Regions from separate parts of the Zea mays genome. Here region 2 is linked to region 1. Evidence: chromatin contacts called from public Hi-C data. All regions are on one chromosome and are shown on one strand. Each heading gives the region's core, a stretch centred on a gene start, on an enhancer-like site or on the middle of the called end of the contact. The rest is flanking DNA. Distances are from core to core; before and after follow the strand shown.

What was found. Hi-C and Micro-C count contacts between places; a contact is called where the count stands out from the background.
Region 2: a contact with region 1 is called in a Hi-C map of tassel, with 2.7 times the contacts expected there. The contact joins the enhancer-like site here to the promoter of LOC100285636 in region 1. A contact is called at or near these places in 2 of 25 Hi-C or Micro-C datasets (leaf mesophyll and tassel).

Annotation. Positions count from the first base shown.
Region 1 is chr10:30,073,047-30,079,774 of Zm-B73-REFERENCE-NAM-5.0, reverse strand. It overlaps LOC100285636, which reads right to left and starts at 3,358. Exons shown (of 3, transcript NM_001372311.1): 1 at 3,060-3,358; 2 at 2,514-2,860; 3 at 1-974. The coding sequence starts at 3,192.
Region 2 is chr10:30,271,560-30,278,287 of Zm-B73-REFERENCE-NAM-5.0, reverse strand. No RefSeq gene overlaps it. Among protein-coding and RNA genes, the nearest start is that of LOC100283010, 95 kb to the left of the region's middle. Within about 2 kb of position 2,342, at least 20 of the 20 cell types and tissues checked have an H3K27ac peak or open chromatin away from gene starts, as enhancers often do. A contact at or near this core is called in leaf mesophyll and tassel, where this site is marked.

The DNA of each region.
Region 1 (6,728 bases), core at 2,109-4,608:
CGTGGCGACGGCGCAGCACCGGCGTCGAAGAGTGCCTCCATCTCCTCGAGGCTCCTCCCCTTGGTCTCAGGCAGGCACGCGTAGACGAACACCCACGCCGCCGCGGACATCGCCGCGAAGATGTAGAAGGTCCCGGCCATGCCCACCGCCTCGTACATCGGGATGAAGGTCATCCCCACGATGGCGCTCATCACCCGGTTGACCGCCGTCCCGACGCCAGTCCCCTGCGCGCGCAGCCGCAGCGGCAGGATCTCCGACCCGTACATCCAGATCACGGGTCCGAACCCCAGCGAGAAGGTCGCCATGAACGCCACGGCGGCGGCGACGCACGTCGCGGCCGACGTCGCGCGTATGGACAGGCCGAGGACCAGAAGCGACGCGGCCATGCCGCCCGCGCTGGTGAGCAGCATGGGCCGGCGGCCGAGGCTGTCGGCGAGGAACAGAGGGACGACGATCGCCACCGTCTTGGCGGCGCCGAGGAGGACGGTGGCGCCGAGCACGTCGCGCTCGGAGGTGATCCCGACGTGGCTGAACACGCGCGGGGCGTACAGCACCATGGCCGCCACGCCGCACGCCTGCTGGAACACCTGCAGCCCCAGGATGGCCAGCATCACGCGGCGGACGGCGGGCGTCGGCCGGAGCAGGATCTCGCGCCGCACGCTCGCCGACGACGGCGCGTCGCCGCCGCCGGAGCCCGCCTGCTTCGTGGCCTCCTGCACGGACGTCAAGATCTCCTGGAGCCGGCGGTCCGCGTCCCCCACCGTGCGCTCCAGCACGCGGCGCGCCTCGTCGCGGTGGCCGTGGAGGACGAGCCAGCGCGGGGTCTCCGGCATGGCAAGCGCGGCCGCGGCCGCTAGGAATAGAGGAGGGACGGCGCCGATGCCGATCATCAGGCGCCAGTTGAGTGGCGTCGGGAGGCCGGCGAGCGCGAAGTCGGCGATGTAGCTCAGCAGGATGCCCGAGTTGCCGGCGATCTGACGTCACAAAGCATGATTATAGGTCACAAGAAATAATAATAACTGTCAATCGTCTCGATCGCATCTAGGCCATTTCCTAAAAGCTGTCATCAGCTGTGGCCCCCAAAAGCTGGCGTCCAGTTTGCCACTGATCTAGACCTTTTTCCTAAAACCATGCGCGCGCACGCAAAACCTCTCGTGGAAAAAAAATGCAAGTGAATAAAAGAATGCAAGTGGAAGATGTGAAAAAAAAAGCATCATGGTGAATAAAATTAAGCATGCAAGTTTTGATTGGATGTCATCTGTTAGGCCTCCGTTGACATTATTGTACCAGCTGTACTCTTTCGCTAAATAGTAGTCGTTTTAAAGAATCAGTGGTTTATACAATTCTTTACGCATGTTATATCAAACGACTAATGTTTTGGAACCGAGAGAGTACTCTGATAATTCAACGTGCCGTACTTACAATTGTGTTGGTAAGAGTGTCTCCAAGAGACTCTTTATTTTGTACTCTCTATTTGACTCTTTATTTGTCTCTTCATAAATATTAAACTATATATATAACATCTCATTCCAGCAGACTCTTCAAAATGTAATTTAGCTTGGCTAGCGAGAGTTGCTAGCCAAATTTGACTAGTGAGGGAGTTAATTTAGAGAGCCAGATAGCTTAGCAAGTTAAATGACTATTCTGTTGGAGAGCTATTATGCTATTAAGTAGCTAAAATTTAGCTTGACAAACTATTTAGCTATTCTCTTGGAGATGCTCTAAGTGTGCCATCCATTTTCAGTTAAACATGGCAAGTTTTGGTTTGATTTCTTCCACGTACGAGCTCTATTGTCCCGTCGCTACCAAGACGTGTGCCACCACCAGTACTATATATATGCTATAGTGGTGTAGTAGTCCATTTTGGCTTAGTGGGTAGGACCAAGCAGGCAGGGGTGGAGCCAATCATGTCACGATAGCATAATCTTGCTCAAAAAAACATAGAAACAGAGGGACCGTTTCTTGCACACACACACACACAAAAGCATTGCTGCCACTGGACAACAATAATGCTGAAACTGTGGCTCCGTCCTAGGAGCAGGGTAAAAGGGGAATTGGACAAACAGGGGCGGAAGGTAATTGACAAAACAGAATAAACAGGGTTTAAGCGTTTGTGTGAATTTAGTCATGCAAATTTTGGTTTATTTCCTGCAGTTGCACCCCCAGCTAGCTGTACGTCGTTGTACCAGTTGTGTACTGCAATAAAATTTAAGTTTTAGCCTTTGTGTCACATCAGAGAACTCCGATTCGATTTCGCTCTTCTAAAAGTAGATGCAAAGCATTTCTTTCAGATGGGATCGAACTAACTTCCCTTTTAAAATTGCAACAAACCTCCCATTTTCTCTCCCAATTAATGACTAGGATTTCAGATCTGCAAACCACCCGAGAGACACCAACCCGCGGCGCCGCCACCGCATTCACAACTTATTAACAACAACGTACGAACAACCATGCATGCACACGGCCGCGCGCGGAGAATCAGCGCCGTACGTGGTATAGTACGTCGTACGTACCTCGGGGATGGAGGAGAGGAAGCCCCGAGCGTTGGCCGGCGAGATCTCCGCGATGTAGACGGGAGCGACGACGAGGCCGAATCCGCAGGCCACGCCGGCGACGAACTGGCCCGCCATGAGCGCGGCGTAGCCGTCGGCGGCGGCGGTGACGGCTGAGCCGGCGAGGAACAAGGCCGCCGACAGCGCGATGGTGCGGCGCCGGCCCGCGCGGTCGCACGCCCAGCCCGCCGCCAGCGAGCCGACGAGGGAGTAGACGCTGGTGGCGCCGATGAGCACCTCCAGCTGCGCGTCCGTGACGCCGAGGTCGGCCTGCACGAACTTCTGCGCCCCGCTCATCACCCCGCGGTCTGTAAGCGCGCGCACACGAACGCCGACAATGAATTCAGATGCAAGCTGACGACGGCTTGATGATGCATGCATGTCTCTTCCGCTTTTTCATGGCCCTCCATGGCCATGCACGCGCGGCACGGGTGAAGACGAGCGCGCGGCGATATAGATCACGCGCATTAGTTGCTATGGTGCGAGGTGGATAGCAACGTGACTTACTGTAGCCGTAGATGATGGAGGTGAGGGAAGCCAGGAGCGCGCAGGTGAGCGCGTACGCGTAGCCCTTGGCGGGCGCCGGCGCGGGCTCTTTGGCGGCCAGCAGCGCCGACTCGAGGTCATCATCTTTCTTCATCGTTCCCGACCGGCTGATCGGCCGATTCGCCGGGAGGGCTAGCTAGCTACGGGCTATAGCTAGAGATCGAGAGGCGCAGCAAAGGTACCTCTGTTGGACGATGCTTTTTATACACGTAGTATAAATCTCTCGAACGAGAGAGAAGAGAACACGGCTGAAATTAGCGCCCTACAGAGAGAGATGTGCATGGACAGCTATATAAGCACAAGGCAACACGAGGCGCGCTCCGGGACGCTTGGCGGCCAATGAAATCGTGGCCTGCGCCAGCCGACGCAACGTGAGTCGCGCGCGGCACGGCGTGCTTTATAGATGGCAACGGTATATATCTATCCACTAGTATTATCATATATTCATTACCCGTTAAAAAAATTACCCATCAAATTACTCATACAAGATCGTGGCTATAGAATTTTATCTATACCTGTAGCTACACGGTAATTTTATTCATCAAGTCACCTGTACCTGCTAGCCTGCTAGAAGAGTCTAAAAAACTAATGTGCCAATCACTTAAAATATCAAACAAACATATAAAAATAAATTCAACTTAAAATACGACAAACCAAATGATTACATATTTGATATGCAAACAAACAATAACCAAAGAATGGTTTTCTTTTAGCTAATACGGTTTAATTACATGGTAAATACTGATATGACGCGGAAAAATTTACTCACGGGTACACGAGTATGGGTAGTACCCGTACCCGTTTACTTGACGGGTAGAGATTCTCACTCATTTGCATACCCACGGTTAAAGAAATCATCCCATACGCGCGGCACTGCGTGTGCGTATTAAAGACATGTTAATATGTACGCCACAAGTTGTAATGGAATCCATGTTTAAGTTTGTTTTACGTAGACAACAATCTAACCTAAATTTGTGTTGTATTTATCTAGGATTCTCCTAAAGTCGGCTTCTAGATATATTATTTTAAGATAAACTATAATCTATTATGAATCTATACTATATTCATATAGAATTTCTAGAACCGGCGCCCATCGTGTCATCTACATATATATTAACACACAACATACACATACCTAGAGCTTGCCTGTCGGCGATTTTTTCAAGCGATTCTTACGTGTGATAATCGGAGCCCTAACAACATTATCTTCCTCTACCACTATATCTCTACTAATCCTTAAGGCAATAGTGTAGACTAGGCACAACCATGCCCCCACCTCCATCTCGACCGTCCGATTGCCGGATCAATCCCGCCTCCATCCCAACCGTCCGATTGCCTCGCTCTCGCCATGCGCGCAGCCACCCCGGCTATGCGCTCCCGCTCCCGCACCTGCCGCCATGCGCGCACAGAAGCCCACCTGCAGGCCCAGCTCCCTCCCACGCCGGTGAAGCGGTGTTGCTAGCTTTCGCCTCGCGTCTCGACAGAGTCGAGAACCGTGACAGAAATCCCCATTCCAAGCGAGGGTTTTGTTGCTGCTCCAGTCGGACCCAGGACGAGAAGAAGCGGCGCGATGGCGGTGGGCGACCTGGCGTTCAAGGCGCAACGACTGGGCTGGGTGTCGCCACGCTCTACCTCGCCGCCACCTTCCCCGTCAACGTCTACTGCGGCCTCTCGTGGCACTCCGAGCAGTTCGTAAGACGAACCCTCGGCTGCCCTCCCCCCCATCCCTGTCGATTTGGCTCCCGCCCTCTAATTCATTGCGCCGGATTCGACCACGCCGGCGCAATCACCGATGGGCCATTGAACACTGCCTCCCCGATTTGTCTTCTGGACGGACGCGAAGCGATTGTATTATCGTTTTTGCGAAGTGTTCACACGATAATTCAGGCAAACCTGTTTGCTTGTACGTTAGTGGAGTTGCTTAGGATGAATATGTTTGTTGTTCAGATCAGATGTTTTGTGTAAACATCAAGATCAGATTACTTCTCAATATTCTTTGTAATGTGAGAACCAAATATCTGCTTTGATTAGTGACCCATCTGCTACTTATTGTGAAGAATTCGACCATAGTCTTGCAAATAATTAGGAATGAATGAAGTGGCTTTGTGGGTGCATTCGCGTGATTGTTTGTTGTAAGCGTGGCGTGATTCATTCCATGGTAGGCTTAGATAAAAACTGCCACTTTGGTTCATGTTATAAAAGGATGGAATGTATCTGTATTGTTGTGTACTTCTGTACCGCAGCTCTGCAAGCGTTAACATGATGATCCGACATATGTAAGGGTGGTAATGGGCTCCAAATTTTACACTGTAAAATTTAAGGATTTGATCATATTTGGATATTGCTCTATTTCTATTCATTTTTGAACTAAAATTAATTAAAGGCTCAAATGAATTGTGAAGAAACATTTGGATCGTGATCCATTACCACCATCCCTAAGCTTTTCTGGTATTACTGCTCCAGTTGTGCAAGCTTCAGCTTACTGCTCTCCAGCTGCTGCACATATGCCTTCACCAAAAAAATGCTTACTGCTCTCCAGCTTACTGTAAAATGTTAGTTTTTTTAGTGCCCTACTAAAAATTAAAAGGAATAAACTTGTTGAAAGTATGTTACTATTTAACACAAATGAATTCCATGCGCATGAACCAGGCTTTCCATTTTTATTTCAACTGTTTGAAGTTTTTGTTGCATAGTATGCTTAAATTTTTTATCTTATTTGTGGCACTTGCTTTCTTTTCTCCGTTCAATATTCTAAACATAGGGCTAATATTGTTCTATTTGACTAATCATCTTGCAAAACCTTATGGGAAATAAAGGTTTATATAAAGATATAGTTGATAAGATCTACGAGGCTGCTAAAAAACTTCTGCTCTCATGATTTAAATTCATTTTGCCTAAAACTTCCATGTGATTAGTTCAGTATGATATGGTATCCTGGAATTGCCTTCTTGTTTGTTTGACGCACAGCAAGGGCTTCGATGCTTCATAATAGGGCTTCATGATACAAAGTGATATCTTTTGTAAGGGAAAACGATGGATTTAACTTTTAAGCTACTAATCAGTGTACAGTTTCCAGCATGAACTACGCTTGTACCATGTAAACTAACTGACAAATGTTTACTGCTCACTGAACCTACTTTGAATCTTTCAAGTTTCAATTACTTCTCATATTTCTTTTAAGGCTGCTTGATTTATCTTTGCTTATTATCAAACGTAAGCCTTTTGTTCTTGTTCGAATTACAATTGAGAGCCATACACTTCATGAGCTGCTTGGCAGTAATATTTCTCTTGTTTGTGTGATCAATCATGCTATTATTTTAGTCTAACCATGCCTATTTTTTCCCTTCAACTGAGTTTTTTATCTCATGAACTGGCCAACGACGCCAAAGTTGCTTTGAGCTGAAGTTGAATCGATGGAATTGAACTAATCACTTTTTGTAGTTACTTTTCTATCTTACACCAGTTCCTTATCGTTGGGATATTTTCTGTCACCGCCTTTTTCAGGAGGAGATATTACAAGATATGCATTCCAGATCCGATTACAAGATATGTTTTACAAAATATAAACATATTGTTAAAAGATTAGATTAGTGTACAAGGTGTCAACATATTTGCTTATGATTAAGCATT
Region 2 (6,728 bases), core at 1,093-3,592, 200 kb before region 1:
TATAGAATAAACTAAGTGCATAATTTTATTCTATGTTTCATGACAAAATAAGGTTACCAGATAATAAACAATATTATTATGAATTTAATGCAACTCGAATGGATAAAAAAAGGAGTTAGAATGAATTACTTATGAATTAAACAAGTTTCTGGAATTATTTTTATACGAAAAATCATTTTCTTTATTAATTTTACCCATTTTATTAACCTTTGGGCCGCGGCCACAATTTTCTAGAAGCTCAGGGGGTCACATGCAAATTTCAAGACCTAGTTGCTATGTTCTTTGAATATGGTGGACGACAGGTTTATTTAAAACAAACCCAAGGGCTCTTATGCAAACTGGGCACGACGAAGGGATATCGCATGCCATGGACGAAGGTATAATTCACCGGACTGTCCGGTGTGCCACCGGACTGTCCGGTGCACCAGCGGAGCAACGGCTATCTGCGCGCAACGGTCGACTCTGACAGTGAACAGTGCAGAACAGTACACGCGGCAGAAGTCAGAGCAGATGGTCAGAGGGGCACCGGACTGTCCGGTGCCACATGAGGACAGAGCCTCCAACGGTCGACCAGCTCCAAGCCCTAACGATAGGATGACGTGGCGGCGCACCGGACACTGTCCGGTGGTGCACCGGACTATCCGGTGCGCCCATCGCCAGCAGCCTTCTCCAACGGCTACAATTTGGTTGGTGGCTATAAATACCACCCCAATTGGCCACTTCAAGAGGAAGGGAGCCCAAGCAACATTCCAAGTCACATAGTTGACATACTCAAGCCCTCCCAACCACCTCTATTCATTGATCCATCCTATACACAAGGTTTAGACCACTACAAACCACACAAGTGCCACAAAAGAGAGAGCAAGCAAAAGAAAGCCTCTTGTGAGAGTTTAGCTCTAGTGCCTTGTGAGATTCATTGAGAGAAAGTGTGTGCTACATCTTGCGTTCATTGTGCGTGGAGTTTTGACTCCCATTGAACTTCCTCCAAAGTTTTGGAGGCTTGTAAAGCTAGCAAGAGACACCTAAGTGTGTGGCGATCCTTGCGGGGTCTTAAGTGATCCTTGAGAAGAAGAAGAGCTCGCTGATCTTGGGGATCGGTTGAGAGAGGGAAAGGGTTGAAAGAGACCCGTCCTTAGTGGACTCCTCAACGGGGACTAGGCCATCGAGGGCCGAACCTCGGTAAAACAAATCACCCGTGTCTCGTGTGTTTATTGCTTGTGATTTGTTTGTTCTCTCTCTTTCTAAGTTCTCTTGCGCTACTCTTTGTTAATATCCTTTTGTGTTGCTTCAAGTTAAAATCACATTTAGAGAAGCAACTCCTTGCAAGAAAGAACTTGTGCTACTCTTCTTATTTAAGCCCTCTTGCATTATTCTCCACCATCTCTAGTAGTATTGTTATTAATTAAATTCCGTACTCTTTGAATACAATACCCATTGCAAGCAAAGGACTTAGTTTTTATACTTCGATAATTTTGTGTCTTGTTCTAACCACTAAGCAAGGGATCTAGTTGGGGTGTAAAGTTATAATTTTCAGGATTCGCCTATCCACCCCCCTATAGGCGACTTTCAACGGTCAAGATTAAAATTTTCATAAACCGAAATGGTACGCTAAACAAGCCGTCAGATCCGAGATCTACGATCGCAATTAAAAATAGCTGAGATTCGATCTCACTTGTGCTATCCCGAATCAACGAGCAGGAATTAACAGACTCCCCGATTAGATCTCATTCGTCCGTCATCGATCAGTAGCTCAGATCACCCCACAAAATGGTATGCACAGGCCTAATCTCAACCGTTCATCCTTTAATCCACGTTTAAGGCACTTCCCCCTTGCCCGCCACGACCAGAGCAGCGGCGTCGCCGCCCCCATACGACAGAGCTTCACCGGTGATTGGTCCGTTGCCGATACGGTGCCCGGTGCTCTAAGCGAAACACATCAAAACAAAGCTAGGCTCAAAGAGAATCTATGGGAGGGGTTGTTACCGGAAATCACGATGTCGTGCTCAACGAATCCTGCTCGCGGCGTCCCCACTTTCTCCCATGGTGATCCATCCCCTCCTGCAATGGTATCGAGATATCCTGTGTTCTTGGTTCTGTTCTGGTGAGCAGGGGGCATGGCGCTCGGATTTCTTTATAGCCCAGGGGTGAGGAGTCTGCATAAGGGGAGGCCGAGGAGCCCGACGGGGTTGGTGCGATTCTGTTTTGGAGGTCTCGGCAGGGGAGAGCAATCTGGCGCGTGGGCCCCACATGGAAGACGCAACAATTTTGTGGCCGGTGGTGTGTCTAGCTGAGGCAGGGGCCCGCCCATCAGTGCCAAAGCACGACAGCCAGGGAGTCAGCGGTAGCGAGCCCACTGGGCCGTGCGGAGGAGAGGGAGCCAAACCGGGCAGCGTGAAGGTGGCCCATGCATAGTGATGCCCTTTTCTCCTTTTTTTCATTTTGTTTCTCAATTTCAACTCAGATTCAAATTCGAATTCTAGATCAAATAGAGATCAAACTTACAGTATATTTAAGTACTCAAACAAAAACCTCAACATGAATGCAAGTTATATTTATAAAGATTATTTTTACTCACCTAATTTAAAATATATTTCAAATGTGAAGTACACACATTATTAAGAAATACTATTTTGAATGTAAATTTAAAGGCTTTTCCACAATTCAACATTTACTACTTATTATTATTTATTTATATTAAATGGATATGTTTTATAAAGGTAGAAAATCATTTATAGAAGTCATTTATCTCAAATCCTTTGGAGAACTTTTTATACCTCACAAAATAGGATTTTGTGTGTCACGACCCGTTTGCTTGGATAGATGACGAATCCTTGGAAGATGATTTAGATTATTTTGTGGCACTAGATTTAGCTGCAGCGGAGTCTCTATTAAGGGTCGCCCCCCTTGAAGCACCGGCGACTTCTACGGGGGTAGCCCCTGGTGAACCGCGAGGGCGAAAAAAGATTGGGCTATCGAAACAAAGTGTCGGGATGGTAGAAGAGTCTTCGCAAGGTATTAGAAGACATCACCGAATGGTCATGGAGAGGTCGCATCTTCGGATTGGACCGCGGTTGGATCAAGGGACCCGTCGTGACTTACTGGCGCCGACGGCCGGGTCATGCTTCGGGGAGGGGGATCTGCGGGCCCTTTTTGATGGTGAAGAGTTGAAGTTGATGCTATTTAATTTCCGAGAAGCTGGTCTTATTCCGAAACAAGAGCCAATGTAACAATGAGTGTTGCCATCGCCGTTCTTTAGTGACGATAAGCAAAAACACTGCCCTCGCCCCCCTTCGCTAAAGGACGGCTGTGGGGACATGTATGTGGGCAATTTTCTTGTGCGCATCTTGTAATTGAAATATGATGTGTCTTTCATTGTGGTGTATGCGCTGAGTTGCAGATGGTAGCGTCTTCGCACGTTTTGGTGTTGTTAATATGTTTATATTGATCCGACTGTTGGTAGAGTATTATCTTTTGTCTAGGTGATGACTTCATTTTTTGCGATACACCTATTGTGTGAATCCAGCTGCACCCTTAGGTGACTTTTGCTTGGATAAAAATATGCGTCTCTAGGACGACTTCACACCCTTGGGTAGTGGGACGCACTTATATTGATCCAGCTGCACCCTTAGGCCACTTCTGCCTGCACTGTGCTTGTCGCACGCAACAGATGTTGAGGCTGGCCGTTGCGGTGTCTGTTTTAGCGTCGAATGTCGAAGACCGACTTCGTAGTTTTTTTCGACATACAAGCTGTCATGGTGCCGCTTTTGAATCAATAGCAAAGACAAATATAGAAAAGATTACTGAGGAAATTCTAGAAGGCTTATCTGAAGATACTGATGACAGCGACAGTTATGATGCGGAAAGTGGAGGCGAAGACTAAAGATCGGCCCTGGCGACCAAGTCATGCAGTCTTCGGGAAATCGACTATCAAACAGAGTCATCTTGATAATATGAGAGGAAGGTATTTTCGAGATATGTCTATTGTGAGGGCTGACGCAGACAGGGTTGTTCCTACCCCCGAAGAAAACGAAGTTATGATCTACCGAAGCTTCTTCAAAGCTGGGCTTCGGTTCCCATTGAGCAGATTTGTTGTTGAAGTTTTAAAGACATATCAGATTTTCCTACACCAGATCACTCCTGAAGCAATTATTAGAATGGGGATCTTCGTCTGGGTTGTGAGAAGTCAAGGTCTGGAGCCAAATGCAAAATGTTTTTGCAGCATGCATGAACTTTCGTATGAGACGAAACCCTGGGGTAAGGAACAGTATCATAACAATTTTGGCTGCTACGGCTTCATTGCTCGTTCTGGCTCAAGCTACCCAATGCCAACTTTTCGGAAGAGGTGGCCCGAGGCCTGGATGGAAGAGTGGTTTTATGTAAAAAATGATTTAAAGGCGAGAGAATATATTAAAGAGATCATCATGCGCCCCATCTGGTCCCCCTTTGGGCTCCAAAAACCGAAGGTAGAGATTGATGAGGCAGCCGAAGCATGCCAAAGGGCCTTCAACACAGTTTGCGCTTTTATCGGGACAAGAGATTTAGTTCAAGAACATGTAGCCTACAAGATATGGCCACTGATAGATAGCTGAGAAATGCCAAAGGAAACCATCACTAACCCTAGCGAAGGTGGTTTGGTTCGATTGAAATATACCTTCAGGTTTGGAGACCAATTTATCGAACCAGACGATGACTGGCTGAAATGTGTTGAAAATACTAGTGATGAACTACTTGGAGCATACTCCAAGTCTGAAGATAATGCACTATCTGCGGCCTTTGGGAGCCGAAAAAAGAAAAGACTAAATAGGGTTTTTGATGCTATTGGATTTGTGTACCTTGAGTATCGCTACCCGCCGCGGGGGCAGAAAAGAAAGGGTGCAATTTCTGGGAAGGCTGCTGCTTCAACTGCTTCAAGCGAGCCCACACCGAAGAGGAAAAAGTTGAAGGTCCTTACTAACCGACCGCGCTACATTGAACCGGCCGTAGTGCCTGAATTTGGCGGTGAGACTTCTTCAGCTATTGAAGCCAAAGGACCTACTCTTACACAGAGGATTTAAGAGCCGGTTGCAATGCCGAAGACTGACAAAATTGAAGAACTGAGAATCGAAGGGACGAAAACATTAGAAGTTCTAAGCCCTTCGGCAGGAGTGGAGGTGCCGAAGACACAAAAAGGTCTAGCAGCGACCCCCAAGAGAAAAAGGATGGCTAGTGTACTAGATGTGCTGGAGACAATAAAAGCTTCAAGCTCTACTCCAGGGAAAATTGCCAAGGCTTCGAAAGCGTAGATTGAAACCGAGACAAAGCTGACCGAAGCCGAAGCTACAATGAGCCGGGTTGACGCCGAAGCTTGGCCTTCAGAGCCCGCCAAAATCCTCGAAAATTGGAGAAAAGGCAGCGGAGGAAGAAACTATAGAACAGATTTTGTCTGAAAAAGCTGCCGCTCCTACTCCCGAAGCGCCTTCCGAAGTCCTTGATTATATTATTCGACACGCTTCGGGAAAAAGATTATCTGAAGAAGAAATTTTTGAAGCTAAACACTACGCCCGAGAACTGAAGTACCCGAAAGGGGCCTTAGTGTTTAATGGCATAGATGAAGATGACTTCTTGTATTGCCTCCCAGACAACAAAGAATTATCTGTCTGCCGGGAGATGGCCAGAAGTATGGGGTTCCCGAAGCTTGAAGCTGGCCTCTGCGCCATGTCGAAGGACGATCTTGCGGATAGCCTTGCATATAACAGTCTGAAGGTACAAAAATTGTATATTTGGAAGTTTATGAATTTTGAATTATTCTTTTGTTCTTATATTAACCCATTCATTCTTTTCATATAGGGTTTAATACTTAGCAATGCCTTAAGGGCGCAAAAGAATGCCGAAGACGAGAGTTGCACTATTGCCCTCAACAACCTTCGAACAGAGGTTATCAAGCTGAGGAACGAAGCTTTGGAAAAAGACAAAATTCTACTTACATTGGTGGACAAAGTAAAGGGGGATGAAGCTAACTTCAAGGCTCAATCTGAAATCCAAAGGAATGAGATTGAAAACCTTAAAAAACAACTGGCCGAAGCCAAATTGAAATGTGCTATTGCCGAAGCTGACCGAGATGCCAGTGAGTACTAGAAAAATTATGTTGAAAAGACAGTTGCAGAGCTTCGCTCATCAAAAGAAAGATGTTTTGAAAAATTTGTAGAATGCGTCAAAAAGATAAAAACTAGCTTCGCCAACGTGGGCGCGTACTCGAGCGAAGACAACTTCATAAGAGGCGATCCTGAGGGCATAATTGAGTGGATCAGCAGCGAAGACGAAGCTTTTGAAGAAATTTTGAGCGACCGCGGGGACGTCTGCGTGTTCTCTGGTGCGAGGGGAATTGCAGCTATTTTGGAGAAAGCAGGGTGCGAACATGTTAAAACTTTGGCCCAGGCCGAAGCTGCTTTCTCTATTGATGATATGAAGGACCCCTCGGCCGAAGCAAGCTTAATAGACAGAAAATTTTTCACTGATATCTGGGAAAATGGCGGCCGAGGGATGGCCCATGAAATAATGAAAAAGAGCGAAAAAGACATTCATGACGCTCAAGAAGTAACAAAAGCAGCTGAAAAAGTTGCACAACTTGAAAGACGGATATGTATTACTTAATGGCTTTTAACGTTTTTGTTTATTTTTGTGATTTCGAACTAATTTATATCTTCTACTGCAGCTGAACTATCTGTAACACCCTAAAAATCATTCTCTAA